2 separate regions of the Oryctolagus cuniculus genome follow, and region 1 is linked to region 2. The links are chromatin contacts, called in public Micro-C maps. All regions are on one chromosome and are shown on one strand. Each heading gives the region's core, a stretch centred on a gene start, on an enhancer-like site or on the middle of the called end of the contact. The rest is flanking DNA. Distances are from core to core; before and after follow the strand shown.

Region 1 (7,320 bases), core at 1,032-3,531, 170 kb after region 2:
GTTTTCACAGTAAGTGGAATGCTCAGAGAAACTGCAAACAAAAGACAATGTAACTAAGGTCCCTCAATGGGAAAACAGTGAGTTTCTGTCTACCACTCTGCCATTTTCATCATTTTTTGAATGAATAATAAATGCCACGTACTCTGTCTTCTTCTTATAACCTCCCAATTATACCAAATATTATTCAAGTTGCCCAAAACAGGACAATAGTTCCAGGAACTTAAGAATCAATAAGTCTTTAAACCAATGGTAGTTCACGTGAAAAGACTGAAAACAAATCTGCATCAGCTTCCTGACACTCAGTACAAACAGAAAAGTCATATTGCTTCATCATTTTTCAAAAACGTAAATTTGTGTATGCAAGTTTAGAATTCAGGCCAAAATTTGCTCATATTTACTCCCAAATATTGGGCTGGAGTCAAGATCAATTTACGTTCCTAATAAGCACATGCTTACTAATGCCATAGTGAAGTAGGTCTATATCTAATCACTCAGAAAAAGAGAATTCTGTGATATATACTAGATACAATGATGACGATACATGCTACTCTGGTCTCTTACCGAGAACTGTGGTTCAAACAGACATTGTGAAAATGAAGTAAAAACTTTGCCAAAATGTTCACTGATGCCCAAATCAAAACAAAATTCCCATAAAAGAAACCAAATACAATCTTATAATTATTTTAAGTTCAAACAAGGTTCAAATAGCTCAGAAATTCTATACACTTAAGTTTTCGGGACCTGAGTCCTGGGGCTGCTGTAAACATAAACGGAATAACTTGCCCAAGAGTCCTTACTTAGTAGCCCATCGCGGATCCCCAGGGAATACTCTGCAATCATCTCCAATGTACTTCAATAGATTAGGGTAACCTGGGCTTCCCTGTTTACAGGTGTCTCCACCTGCTTCCCTCAAGGAGGGGAGAGGCAGATCAGGGTAAGCAGAACACAGAACGAGACCGTATGCAAGCCAAACAACAGCCTGCAATCCAGTGAGATTGGTTCTTTTCCACTTGGGCTATTCTTTTCATTAATGTATGTACTACATGCTAAAGAATAGCAGATTCACAGAGCAGTACAATTTCTGCCCTCTCCGGTCTCTAGCTGGCTGACACGCGTTTTCTCCTCAAATAAACACATGCCTGTTGACGGATGCCTGTCTCGCTGTTGCAAACAAGAAATAACTGTCCTGTAAGACAAAACCTCTCTCTAAGGCTCCAGGCATAACCATACGTTGCAGTTAAAAGCACACTGGAACAACAACAAAAATCTCCCGGCACATCTGTCATTTAAAAGCACGATAATGAAAAGCTGTCGCTGCGACCCAATTTTAGGTCACAAGCCTTTTTTTTTTTTAAATTTTCTCTTCCCCATCCAGAAAGCGCAAACTTCAAAGGGAAGGGAATGGTGGCAATCAGAAATCGTTCTCCTTCCCCCTTCTTCTCCATCCCCCAAAAATAAAGACTGGAAAAAAAAAATAAAAACCGGACGCCGGCCGGGCCCCCGTAGAACTAGCGCCCGCGGGCCGAGGAGCGCAGAAAGCGGCCTCGGGGCGTCCCGCGCTCCCCGCCCCCGCCGCCTGTTTAAAATACCGAGCAGGTGGGATTCCGGGAAGCCACCTCCGACTTACGTAACGGGCTTGTCAAAACCGGGCTCCAGGACCTCCCCCTCCCCGCCCTCGCCCCCACCCCCAAACAACGAGCGCCCCAGGCCAGCCCGAAAAGGAGATCTGGAAGGCAAACACCGGAGCCCCCCGCGCGCTCGGCGCCCGGGGCGGGCGCGCCTCGCAGCAACGCCGCTCCGTGCCGGCGCGGACCCGACCCGCGGAGGACCGCCGGGCTCCGAGGAAGCCCCGGGCGGAGGTCGCGGCCGTCCGCGCCGCCAGCCCGAGCCCGGCCGCCCCGCTCCCCGCGCCTCTGGCTGTCACCTCCCGGGGCCGTGACAGCTCCCCACGCCGCCGCTAGCCCGCGTGTCGTCGTCGCCCCCGCACTCACCTCCCTGCTGGCTCCCGGGCGGCCAGTGAGTCGCGCTTGGAGAGCGGCGCCCGATCCCCCTCACGCGCGGCGGCGGGACACGAGGGGCTCAATGCCTCGGCGTTAAGCCCGCTTAGCTCATCCCCAGCCCGGCGCTCCGCCCTGCGAGGCACCCCCGCCCGCCCAGGCCTGCCGTCTCAGTCAGACGGGACTCCCCCTCCCCTCGCGGCCGCGGCTGCCTCCGCCTCCTTCCTCAGCTCCAGCCGCGGCGGCCGCCGCGAGCGGCGCCATCTTGGCAGTGACGGAGGAGGCGGGGGCGGGAACCGAGCTCGCAGGCTCCAATTGCAAGCCGACCTGACCCGAGGGGCCGGCGGGAGGGCCTGGTTGAGGGACGTGGGGTCCTAGCGCCGGCCCTGAAACTGGGCGGGGAAAGTGGGCGGGGCTGAGCCGAGGTCTCTCGTGACGTGTGGGATAGTTGGGGAAATGCACCGTGGTTCCCCACCTCAGGTCGGGAGATCCCGAGCCCCAGGCAGGCGTGGGCGAGGCGTACTCTCCCTTCCCCTTTCACCACCCGAGGCACGGGGATCCAGGCCTCGCCGAATGACCTGTTTCTTCCTCCCTGCCTCTGCCGGGAGTCCTCAGCCCAGCCCGAGCCCAGCGCGGCGCTCTGAACCGCGGCTCCCTCACCGAGGGCGTGCAGGTTCACCAGGAAAGCCCCCGAGGGGTTAGCAGCCTCCTGGTAGGTTTCCGTCTCGAGATAGACGGTCTGGTGACCCGGGGAATTCACGGGGGTTCTCTAAAAAGTACGTTGATAAAATACCTATTGGCGGCGGAGGCGGCGGCGGGGGGTGCCGATTACATTGGTTAACTGGATATGGCTCCACCATTAGTGGCTGTTGGCAGGCTGCCTCTGGAAGATGAGGATCATAAAGGTTGATGACCTCCCACGGTTGCTCCGAGGGATAAGTTCTGTGGTACATATGAGGTACTCAGCATCGTGCCTGAAAGTACTCAGTGTTAGATACTACTCCCTGGACCATGGACAGAAGAAACAGGCCCCTTAAAACGCCCAGGTTTCGAGTTAGGGTTCCCAACCTGCACGAATAGGCACCCATCCCTTTTACTAACTCCACTTCATGCATCGTATTCAATTGTCAATCAACAGTCGTTGAAATGAAGGGACACTGGTGGTGAGGGAAACACAAAAAAATCTGCCTTCAGGGAGCTACAGTTTAGTGGGAGAAAAAGGACAATAAATATGTCATCCTATTTTGAGGGAAAACACGCCTTAAAAGTTATGAAAGAGGACCGGCGCTGTGGGGCAGTGGGTTAACCCTCCGCCTGAGGCGCCGGCATCCCATATGGACATCGGTTCGAGTCCCAGCTGCTCCTATTCTAGCCAGCTCCCTGCTAACGCACCTGGGAAAGCAGTAGAAGATGGCCCAAGGCCTTGGGCCCCTGCACCTGCGTGGGAGACCCGGAAGAAGCTCCTGGCCATTTGGGGAATGAACCAGCGGATGGAAGACCTTTCTGTCTCCCTCTCACTGTCTGTAACTCTACCTCTAAAATAAATAAATAAAATCTTTTTTAAAAAAAGCGTTATGAAAGGAATCCTGGGACAGCAAATAACAAATAACAAGATGGCTTTAAAAACCAGAGTGATCAGATGTAGAAGGCTCTGGGGAATTGCGTAAGGCCGAGGGACAGACTGTGCAAAGGTCCTGCAGCAGGCGAGAGCTTGGCTGTGGGAGCTGAGTGGAGTCCTTGGTGCTAGGGAAATCGGTTTCTCCAGGAGGAGTCTTGAATGAGACTGGAGGTGCTGAGGGCCTAGGAAGACAGAGAAACAAGATTGAGTTTTACTCTCATTGCAATCGGAAGGAAGGATTTTGAGTAAGGAGTGGCTGTTAGGCACAGGAGTTGGGATGAGTGAGGTTTGCAGTATGACATCTATATTTGTATTTCAGGCAAAATGTGGGCCAAGAAACTGCTTTTAAAGAAAAAAAAAAAAAAGAAAAACTTGAGTTGAGCTTCCTTAACACTAAATCAGCCAAACTACATCCTCTGATCTTCATTTTCCTGGTTGTTAAAGTAAGCATCACATTTCATGTACAGAAAACACTATTTTCATTGAAAATTGTTAGATACTGTAATTTAAAAAATATATTTATTTATTTATTTGAAAGGCAGGGTTACAGAGACAGAGATCTTCCATCCACTGCTTCACTCCCCCAAATGCCCACAACAGCTGGGTTGGGCCAGGCAGAAGCCAGGAGAAAGGCACTCCATCAGGGTCTTCCACAGGCATGGTGGGGACCCAAGCACTTGGGCCACCACCATCTGTTGCCTTCCCAGGTGCATTAGTAGGAAGCTAGATTGGAAGCAGAGGAGTCTCTAACCAACTTCCTATATAGGGTGCAGTCATCCTACGCCCAGTGTAACCCACGGCACCACAACACCTACCTCATAAATGTAAATTTTTCATGCTATGGTTCCAAGTGTATTTTCAACTGCTCAACTTTGCATCTTTAATAAGATCTGCTGGTTATCAAAGCATGAATTTTTAAATTTCTGTTGTAAAATACACAGCATGAAATTTATCATTTTAATTTTTTAAAGATTTTATTTATTTATTTGAGAGGTAAGTTACAGATAGTGAGAGGGAGAGACAGAAATGTCTTCCGTCCACGGATTCACTCCCCAAATGGCCACAATGGCTGGAGATTCTTCAGGAGCCAGGAGCTTCTTCCAGGTCTCCCACATGGGTGAAGAGAGCCAAGCACTTGGGCCATTTTCTACTGCTTTCGCAGGCCGTAGCAGAGAGCCGGATTGGAAGAAAAGCAGCCGGAACTAGAACCGGTGCCCATATGGGATGCCAGCACTGCAGGTGGAGGATTAACCTACAACACCACAGCGCCGGCCCCTCATTTTAATCTTTTCCAGTGTAGAGTTTAATGATGTTAAGTATGCTCACATTGTGTGCAGCTGTCACCCCTATCCATTTCTAGAACTTTTTATCATCCCAAACTGAAACTGTACCCTTGAAACACTCATTCCTTGTTGTCTCCCACCTTGAGCTGCTGCCACCTACTAGTCTACTTTCTAAGACAGGTTTTTTGCTTATTTGTTTTGGTTTTTTGGTGATGGTGGGGAGGTTATTTAGTGAGATTTTTCTCCTCATCCCCCAGAAACGGCACCCAAGCTTCATGATCAGTGGGATTATTGGCTCCAACTGGAGGGTTCAATGCATCAGTTTAGAAACCACCACCACACAAGAAAAAAGAATTAGTGTATGTTTCCAGCTCAGATGGCTACCTTAGGACTAGTGAGGAGTATTAATACAGGGGCAGTTCATTTTTAGCACTGAAGAACTGTTGCATACCCATCACACACACTCTGTGGCCTTGTGAGTGGTGCATAATGACCCAGAAAACAACCCGCTCCTCCTATTATGTGCAACTGCTATAAATTAATGCTATTAATTTTCATTAACGAATAAATAACTCCAGCCCTGCATACATTTAATTTCAAAATCATTCTTTGAAAAGGACAGAAAAGGAAGCAAGATTCTGCCACATTTCCAAAACCCAAGCATTCTATAAAGTAAAGTGTTGAAGTTCAAAAGATCAAGATTTTTTTAAAAATTTAAAATTTTTATTTTATTTGAAAGGCAGAGAAAGAGAGAGCGTGCTTCTATCTGCTGTTCATTCCCCAAATGCCCACAGCAGCCAGGGCTGGGCCTTGCAAAGCCAGGAACTCAATATAAGTTGTTCATGTGGGTGGCAGGGTCCCAAGTACTTGAGCCATCACTGAATGCCTTCCAGGGTGCACATTAGCAGGAAGCTGGAACTAGAGGAGTGGAATTAGGAACCAGGTAGTCTACTATGGGATGCAGGCATCCCAAGCGGCAGCAGCCACTGTGGCAAACACCTGGCCCAAGACCAAGATTTTGACCTCAAGGCGCTGTTTGAAAAAGCACATCCTGGATGTAGCACTTTAACTCCATTAAACCAAAAGCTAAATATCTGCTCCTTCCTGTTGCCAGCATCATCCAGTGTTTTATCTCCAGTGATAGAACATGACCACCAAGTGATTGCAAGAGGGGATCATAGTATAAAGGACACAAGGAAATTTTGGGGGCTGATGGAAATATTCACTTTGATTGTGGTGATGGGCTCACTGGTATATACATATGTCAGACTTATCAAGGTGCACACTCCAAATATGTGTAGTCCTCTCTATGTCAATTAAACTTCAATAAAGCTGTAAAATTTTTTCTTTAATGTTCAATCAGGAACCTCTCATTCTTTCCCCCATTGACAACAAATGTAGCTTCTCATTGGTCTTAAATGTTGCTAGACCTATCCAGTCAATTCCTCCAGAGTAGCTTGGCATAGCTCGAAATTTGACTAGTAGCAAAAAGCATTCTTAGTTGGCCATAACAAGTGAATATTTTCATGTCTACTACAGAATATCAAAACATTATAGACACAGAGTTACACAGTTTACAGCCAGAGACTCTAAAATGTTTCAAAAGCTGAAAAGTTTTGAAATGTTCTCTTTTTAACCAAAGGAAATGATTTCTGAACCAACAGTATGAAAACAGAAAGGGGCGGGTCTTTCACCTCGTGGTTAAATTGTGCCTCTGTGCCTCAAAGGAGGACTTGGGGTCAATTCCTGATCCTGGCTTCTCGCTCCAACTTCTGGCTTATGCTGACTGTGGAAGGCAGTGAAATGGCTCAAGTAATTGGGTTCCTGCCAGCCATATAAAATATCTGATTTGTGATCCCAGCTCCTGGATCCAGCCCAGCCTAGCCCTGGCTATTGCAGACATTTAGGGAGGGAACCATCAGATGAGAGAACTCTCAGTCTCTCAAATAAATGAAGTAAAAAAAAAAATTAAAGCAGTAGAGGCTGACATTGAGGCACAGGATTAAACTGTCTATGACATCACATCCCATACTGGAGTGCCGTTCGAGTCCCAGTTGCTCCGTTTCCAATCCAGCTCCTGGATCAGCAGACTTGGACCCCTGCTACCCTCATGGCGGACCCATATGGAGTTCCAGGCTACTGGTTTCAGCCTGGCCCAGCTCTGGCTGTTGTAACCATTCGGGAAGTGAACCAGCAGATGGAAGATCTCCCTCTGGCTCTCCTTTCTCTGTCACTCTGCCTTTTAAATAAATAAAATAAATCTTTCTAAAAATTTTTAAGCAGTAGAAAACCAAAAAGCAGTATTTGTGCACTCAGAAAGTCTCTTTAAGTATTTCAATGCCTTTACCAGTCATATCAGGTACTCAATACATCCAGGCATGTGTCACTGTAGTCACAGTTAAACTTAAACCCTAAGTGTGAT
Region 2 (6,637 bases), core at 2,696-5,195:
TATTTTGTTGTGTGGTGTCCTTTTTTAAATTAAAATGGATGTAAAATATAAAAGTAAAAAAACAAGTAAAATCATAATGCAAGTTAGACAAAGCTGGAAGTCATTAAGCACCACAAAGCAACAAACTGTTAGCCTCAGTAGCACTTATTTTACACAAACTGGCCAATGGTGCTTTATTTATTTATTTATTTATTTTAATTTTTGACAGGCAGAGTGGACAGTGAGAGAGCGAGACAGAGAGAAAGGTCTTCCTTTACCGTTGGTTCACCCTCCAATGGCCACCACGGCTGGCGCGCTGCGGCCGGTCCACCGCGCTGATCCCGAGCCGGAAGCCAGGTGCCTCTCCTGGTCTCCCATATGGGTGCAGGGCCCAAGCACTTGGGCCATCCTCCACTGCACTCCCAGGCCACAGCAGAGAGCTGGACTGGAAGAGGGGCAACCGGGACAGAATCCGGCGCCCCGACTGGGACTAGAACCTGGTGTGCCGGCGCCGCAGGTGGGGGATTAGCCTAGTGAGCCGCGGTGCCCGCCTCAATGGTGCTTTAATTGTGAAGAAAAAGAAAATTAAAGAATATGTATAAAAGCTAGAATTAGCTCAAGAAAGAGAGAAGAGACAGCAGAGGGAGCTCTCATCTGCTGGTTAATTCCCCGAATTCCTGCAACAGTTAGGACTGGGCTGGCCTGAAGCTGGGAGCCAGGAACTCAATCCAGGTCTCCCACATGGGTGACAGGAACCCAACTACTTTGAGTTATCATCTGCTGCTGCTCACGGTCCACACTGGTGGGAAGCTAGAGCCAGGAATCAAACCCAGGCACTCTGATATGGGATATAGATGTCTTAACCACTAAGCCAAATTCGTGCCCCACATGAGAAATATTTATATAAAGAATGGAGGGAGGCCAGCACTGTGGCACAGTAGGTTAGGCCTCTGCCTAAGGTGCCAGCATCCCAGATAGGCACCAATTCATGTCTCGGCTGTTCCTCTTCTGATCCAGTGGAGGATGGCCTGGGTGCTTGAACCCCTGCACCCACATTGGAGACCTGGAGGGAGCTCCTGTCTCCTGGATTCAGTTTGGCCCAGCTCTGTCCATTGCAGCCAACTGGGGAGTGATCCAGAGGATGGAAGACCTCTTTGTCTCTCCCTCTCTCTGTCTGTAACTCTGCCTCTCAAATAAATAAATCTTAAAAAAAAAATGGAGAAAAATAAGTCACAAGATTATATGTATACATTGCTAATAAATTCATAAAACCATATTGCATGTATTATTTACAATTAGGAGGACTCCAGGTGGATATAAATAGGTTAGAAATTTAATATCCATGAGGCCGGTGCTGTGGTGCAGCAGGTTAAAGCCCTGGCCTGAAGCACCGGCATCCCATATGGGTGCCAGTTCTAGTCCCGGCTGCTCCTCTTCCGATCCAGCTCTCTGCTATGGCCTGGGAAAGCAGTAGAAGGTGGCCCAAGTGCTTGGGCCCCTGCACCCATGTAGGAGACCTTGAAGATGTTCCTGGCTCCTGGCTTTGGATCGGTGCAGCTCCGGCCATTGCAGCCACCTGAAGAGTGAACCAGCGGGTGGAAGGCACTCTCTCTGTCTCTACCTCTCTCTGTAACTCTGCCTTTCAAATAAATAAAATCAATCTTAAAAAAAAAAAAAAGAAAGAAATTTAATATCCAGTATTTTCTTTTTTGGGGACTCATTTCAAAAAAATTTAACAGTGGCCAGACTACTTGTTTTGGTACAGTACCCAACTGCAAACATGTGATATTCTAAAATTCTATGGGTAAGTAGGCTGTTGGAAACTCAACATACTGTCATTGAAACAATGTTATCCATGTGGGGAAGGGACTCAGGTCAAGTAGGAAAAGCCTTTCACTACATAATGGCTTGAGACACATTTGAAATATATTGTTATATTTCGTGTATCCAACATCAATAAAGTTAAACTGGGGGATGGGGGGTGGGGAGTGAAGCAGGATTACTTTCCCAGACTCCTTTGAATTGTAAAACATTTCACCATTGTGGTGGGAAAAAATTAAAATATGTACCCCTTTTCTCTGCCTCACTGAACAGTGTGTGCTAAACCTAAGTCATCCTAAGAGGATGACTTAGGAACATCACTCTAAACACCAACACTACCCAGCAAACTGATGCCCTGATGTTGCACTTCATACCAGCAATTCCTCAACTGGGGGGCAGATCACTCCTCCCACACTCGAAGGATCCAGAGGCTGTCGTGCTGCTTTGGTGCTGTCTCTATAGAATTTTTAGAGGTTAGTCTGCACTCCATTTTTATCTGTGATCATTCTTATTTGCAGCATTTTGACTGTTGTGGGCTTTCAGAAAACCAGGTGACAAGCTGTCCAAAGTAAGTTTGGAAGTTCTGAGGGCTTGTGGGTTTCCCGGAGTTTAGGTGTATCAACTTGGTACTATTTTGTTCACTTCTGTTACTCAAGAAGTGAGGTCCTGGACAACACTGGTTCTACTACACTACAATGGACCACAAGCTCACCTAGGGCAGGGACTAGGTCAGATTTTGCCGACTGGACTTACTATAGTAACCAGCACACGTTGGTTCTCAACAAATATTTGATAATGACTACTGCACTACTATCAATACATGGAACAATTCTTCAGCAAATCACACTACACATCTTAACTCTGAACACCCGCTACACATATCCTGCTGATTCAAGCTGAGATCCCAGGGACTCCTACACCCATGCCCAGATCAAGTCACCCAGTTCCTATGGCAGTGCCATTCAAGCACGAAGGACTTGTGTCTTCAGGGTTGGGGATCATGGGATGTACAGCCATCACCTCTTTGGAGAATGGGAAATAGCGGACACAGACTTGGATCAAGCATTTAAAAAACAAAAACAAAAACACTCCTGGCCCATGAAATCTGCTGTAACACTGGGATGGGTGACCACGGCTGCCAGCCTCACCTTCTCTGAAGGCGCCTTTGGGGCTGGCTTTTTCTCCTGACTGATGCACTTGCCTTCACTCTAAGCACACTTTTCGCCGTGGCCAAGTCGTGGGAAGCCAATTAATTTAGTATTCAGGTTGGTTGTAAGCAGCACAGAAGCTAAAGGAGGAGTTGAATGTTCCTGAACAATGATCCACTCAGGCAGGCTAGGCCTGACTTAAAAAAATAAAAAATAACCACCACCACCACCCCCCAAATCGCTGCCCACCGGTCTAGCGATGTCCTCGTCACCTGGGCTGATCCTAACCTTTGCAGTCCCCAGTGCACCCCACACCCACACCTTTGCTGCGAGTAGCTTCCAACTCGGTGTTGTCTTTCTCCTGGGAAGAGACCCTCGCCTATCCGATTTGGCCTTAGATGCCAAGTCCCCTTCTGCTACCCATTTAGAACCCCCTGCCTGAGAACGAGCCCCTCCCCAAAGCACCGGTCCTGGGCAGTCCGCTCTCCGAGGGTCCCCGCCTATTCCGCGGCGTTCCTGTCAGCCGGACTTGGGGTCCCTCCCGAGTTCCCAGCTACAACTCCACCTCTAGCTGCTCACCCTAGAGACAGAATTCCCACGTGCGGAACGCATCTGGGGAACACGTTTACCTTAGAAATCAAACAATTTCGAGATCTGGAAATCTTCCACGGGCAGAAGAGGCGAAACCGTGCCGGGTCCGCGGCGCTGAGGACCCCGGGTCGCACGAGCGCTGGGAGGCCGGGCGCAGGGCCCCGGAACTGGCGCCTCAGAGACGGCGCGGGGCAGCCCCCGGGCGGCGAGAAGGCCGGGCGCTGGCCCTGCCTCCTTCTTCGCCCCTAACTCCTTCAAGCGTAGCCCCAGCCAGCAGCGAAAGACAGCCGCCGGCCCCCGGTCTCCCTCTCCCCCCGCAAGCCCATCGCAGGTCACAGTCCGTCTGCCTAAACTTTCCGTGCGCGCGCCACAGCCGGAACTATAGGGCCGCGCGACAAAAGCGAGCCGGGCGCCCGCACCGAGCGCGGGGCTGGGCGGGGCTTCGGCGACTGCCCGAAGCCGGGCTGTGTGGCTCGGCAGGGACGCTAGGGGGCGCGTCTCTCCGCTGGGGCCAGCCCGAGACCATCCCGCTGCTCCTCCCCACGAGCCCTCAGCTCTGCGCAGCTCCGGCTGGGTCTGTCCCCGGCCGCCCCTCTCCCCATCCCCAGGCTCTTCTCGTTCGCCTCGGGCCCTCTCCCTCCTTGACCCATGGGGCCTCTCTGCTGTCCCGGGACTGTGTAACCAATTCACACTTCCGTCCCTTCACTAACCCAGGCCCAACCTAACCCTCACTGCTCCTGGCCACCCTGCATACTCCTCCCTCAGGTCCTCAAGCAGGCGACAGAATCTTCCTCTGGCTCTTAGAAAACAAACAAAAAAACCCGGTCATTTTTGTCGTAGGAGGGCGCCCACAGAAGCACGGTGTGTTTTCCTTAGCCGACTTGAACCCAGACGTGACCTCTTGGTCTCTGCAGCCTCCATGTTCACCTTACCTCCCTGCCCCTACTGGGAGGGAAGCCCAGGGAAGGTTCGGTCGGTTCCCCCATGGCTGAGGGGTCTGCCCCTGGTGGGCCCGCGCCTGCCTTTGGCCAGCTGACGCTTGCAACTGCAGCCTGTGTCTAGTGAGCTCCTCGAAGAAGCGACGTGGGGAGCCCGCAGTGCCAGCCAGAGGTAGGCTTGAACGGGTGCCAACCAGCTCCCGGGCAGTTACGGGTCAAAGAACAATGCTGTACCACATATGCTCCAAGTGGGAACAGAAAGGTCTCCAGAAAACCTAAGGCATTGGCCTTTCGGTGGGCGGGATGGGGCGACATAGGGGGTGGGACCAGGCGGGAGGATGCTTTGAGCAGCCAAGTGTGTCTGCCATGTCGCAGCCTGTTCTGAGGGAGAGCGTGGGTCCAGGGCCTTGTAGTCCCTTCCTGTCTCCTGGTGAGAGCAGAGGTGGCTGAGAAAGACACGTCAGTCCCTGGGGTTAGCCTTGCCAGCATCAGGGCCTAGGGTACCGGTTGGCTTCCAAACTTGCCCCAGCCTGGCTGGTCTCGACCATCTTAAGACGGTGCTGTGCCTGAGCAGGCGTGGGGCTCTGGGTAAGTAGGGCTGCGGTCTGATTGCTTCCTCCCGATTTCTGTTCTTTCCCTGTTAGGGGCTTGGGGCCAAGACTGTGTGGGTAGGGGTGTCCTCCCTACCTCATGTGAGGCTGACTCAGCCAGAGGGCTTCTGGTTCTCCTGGTGGGTCCAGCTCAGCGCCAGGATCTTACCTGGTTCTAAAGCTGAAGTTTATTTGTTTGCTGAGACGTGATCAGGTCTTGGCGACCCAGTTCTCCTCAAGAATGGGCTTTTGGGAGACTTGGAAATCAAAAGATCTATTTATTAAAATTGATGATGGAACGTGGAGCTACCAAGAGTTCCGTGGCACTCAGAGCAACTGGTAAGAGTTTTGATTTGTTTCCCTCCTTAGTGGGATCCAATTAAAAAATCAGAAGATTGTTCAGTGCATATCAAATCAAAGCACATCAGCACAAAGAGTTAGAAGGGCTTAAAGGAGATGTCTTTCAAGCCATGGCTGGCTGATGGATTTCTTTTCCCGACTCAGGAGACCCTCAACATTAGCATTTCCACACACATTAAAGGAAATCAATAACAGCTTCTTTGGCATAATCTCCCATCCCCTTTATATTTTTTTTCGTCTGCCTTGAGATAGGGAAGTGCTGTCACAGAGGCTTTGGAAGGCACAGCGGTTTGATCCCCAGTCTGGCAGAGTAAAGGTTAGTCACAAATCCCACGCTACTCCCGCTACTCCCAGGGGCTTGGTGCTGAGGCTCAAGGGAGGTCCTGACCTCTGATTCTCCGAGGGCCTGTGTTGAAAGTACAGGTTCCTCAGGGCCCGCTGCCTGAACTGCACTTCTGAGAAGCTTTGTTGTTCAGTTCCCAAGATGACTTGGCCTCTACAGAGATGAAGGTTAAGGAGAAATGAAGAAAAAGTAGAATAAGATGGGGCTTGGGAGGAGGAAGCAGTGGGCCACATCTCTCTCTCTCTTTTTTTTTTTTTTCATGTTTCCTCCCCTCTCTCTCTCCTGTGCTGTCCCTCTCTCATCACCTTGCTGCCGCCCCCTCTAGCCTGGACCAAGTCTGCTCCCATATCATTCTTCCACGCTCCGGGCTCTCTCTTTTCCCCCCACCCTTTCTCCCTCACATTCCATCATGTGCACCAAAGTAGAAGACCTGGGAAATTATGGCTATGACCTTTCTCTTCTGAAAAAATCCTATTATGGAAATTTTCCAATATACACAAAGTTAAAGGGCAATGCTTTAGTAAGTCCCCAGCTTCCACTGCCAGTTCAACCCTCGGTCTTGTTTCAGTCACATCCCTATTCACTTCTCCCCAGTACAGATTCCAGATAGTGTAAATATTGCAGGATGTATCTCAAAAGAGAAGAACTTATTAAAAAAAATTAACTACAGGGACCAGCCCCTGATATAGAAGGCAGTGCTGCCATCTGTGATCCCAGCATCCCATATGGACCCTGGTTTGAGTCCTAGCTGCTCCATATCCGATCCAGCTCCCTGCCATCTGGGGAGTGAACCCGCTGCTGGAAGATCTCTCCCTCTCTCACCCTCTGTAACTCTGCCTTTCAAATACATAAATAAATTTTTTAAAT

What was found. Hi-C and Micro-C count contacts between places; a contact is called where the count stands out from the background.
Region 1: a contact with region 2 is called in a Micro-C map of ear pinna, with 4 times the contacts expected there. The contact joins the promoter of DENND4A here to the promoter of INTS14 in region 2. A contact is called at or near these places in 2 of 6 Hi-C or Micro-C datasets (ear pinna and skin fibroblasts).

The regions. Positions count from the first base shown.
Region 1 is chr12:88,783,590-88,790,909 of mOryCun1.1, forward strand. It overlaps DENND4A (DENN domain containing 4A), which reads right to left and starts at 2,282. Exons shown (of 32, transcript XM_008268877.4): 1 at 1,992-2,282. LOC138844705 (a long non-coding RNA gene) reads left to right here and starts at 2,409. Exons shown (of 2, transcript XR_011380940.1): 1 at 2,409-2,709; 2 at 3,370-3,567. LOC138844706 (a long non-coding RNA gene) reads right to left here. Exons shown (of 3, transcript XR_011380941.1): 3 at 3,597-3,797.
Region 2 is chr12:88,609,069-88,615,705 of mOryCun1.1, forward strand. It overlaps INTS14 (integrator complex subunit 14), which reads right to left and starts at 3,946. Exons shown (of 12, transcript XM_002717934.5): 1 at 3,578-3,946. SLC24A1 (solute carrier family 24 member 1) reads left to right here and starts at 4,087. Exons shown (of 10, transcript XM_070054388.1): 1 at 4,087-4,649.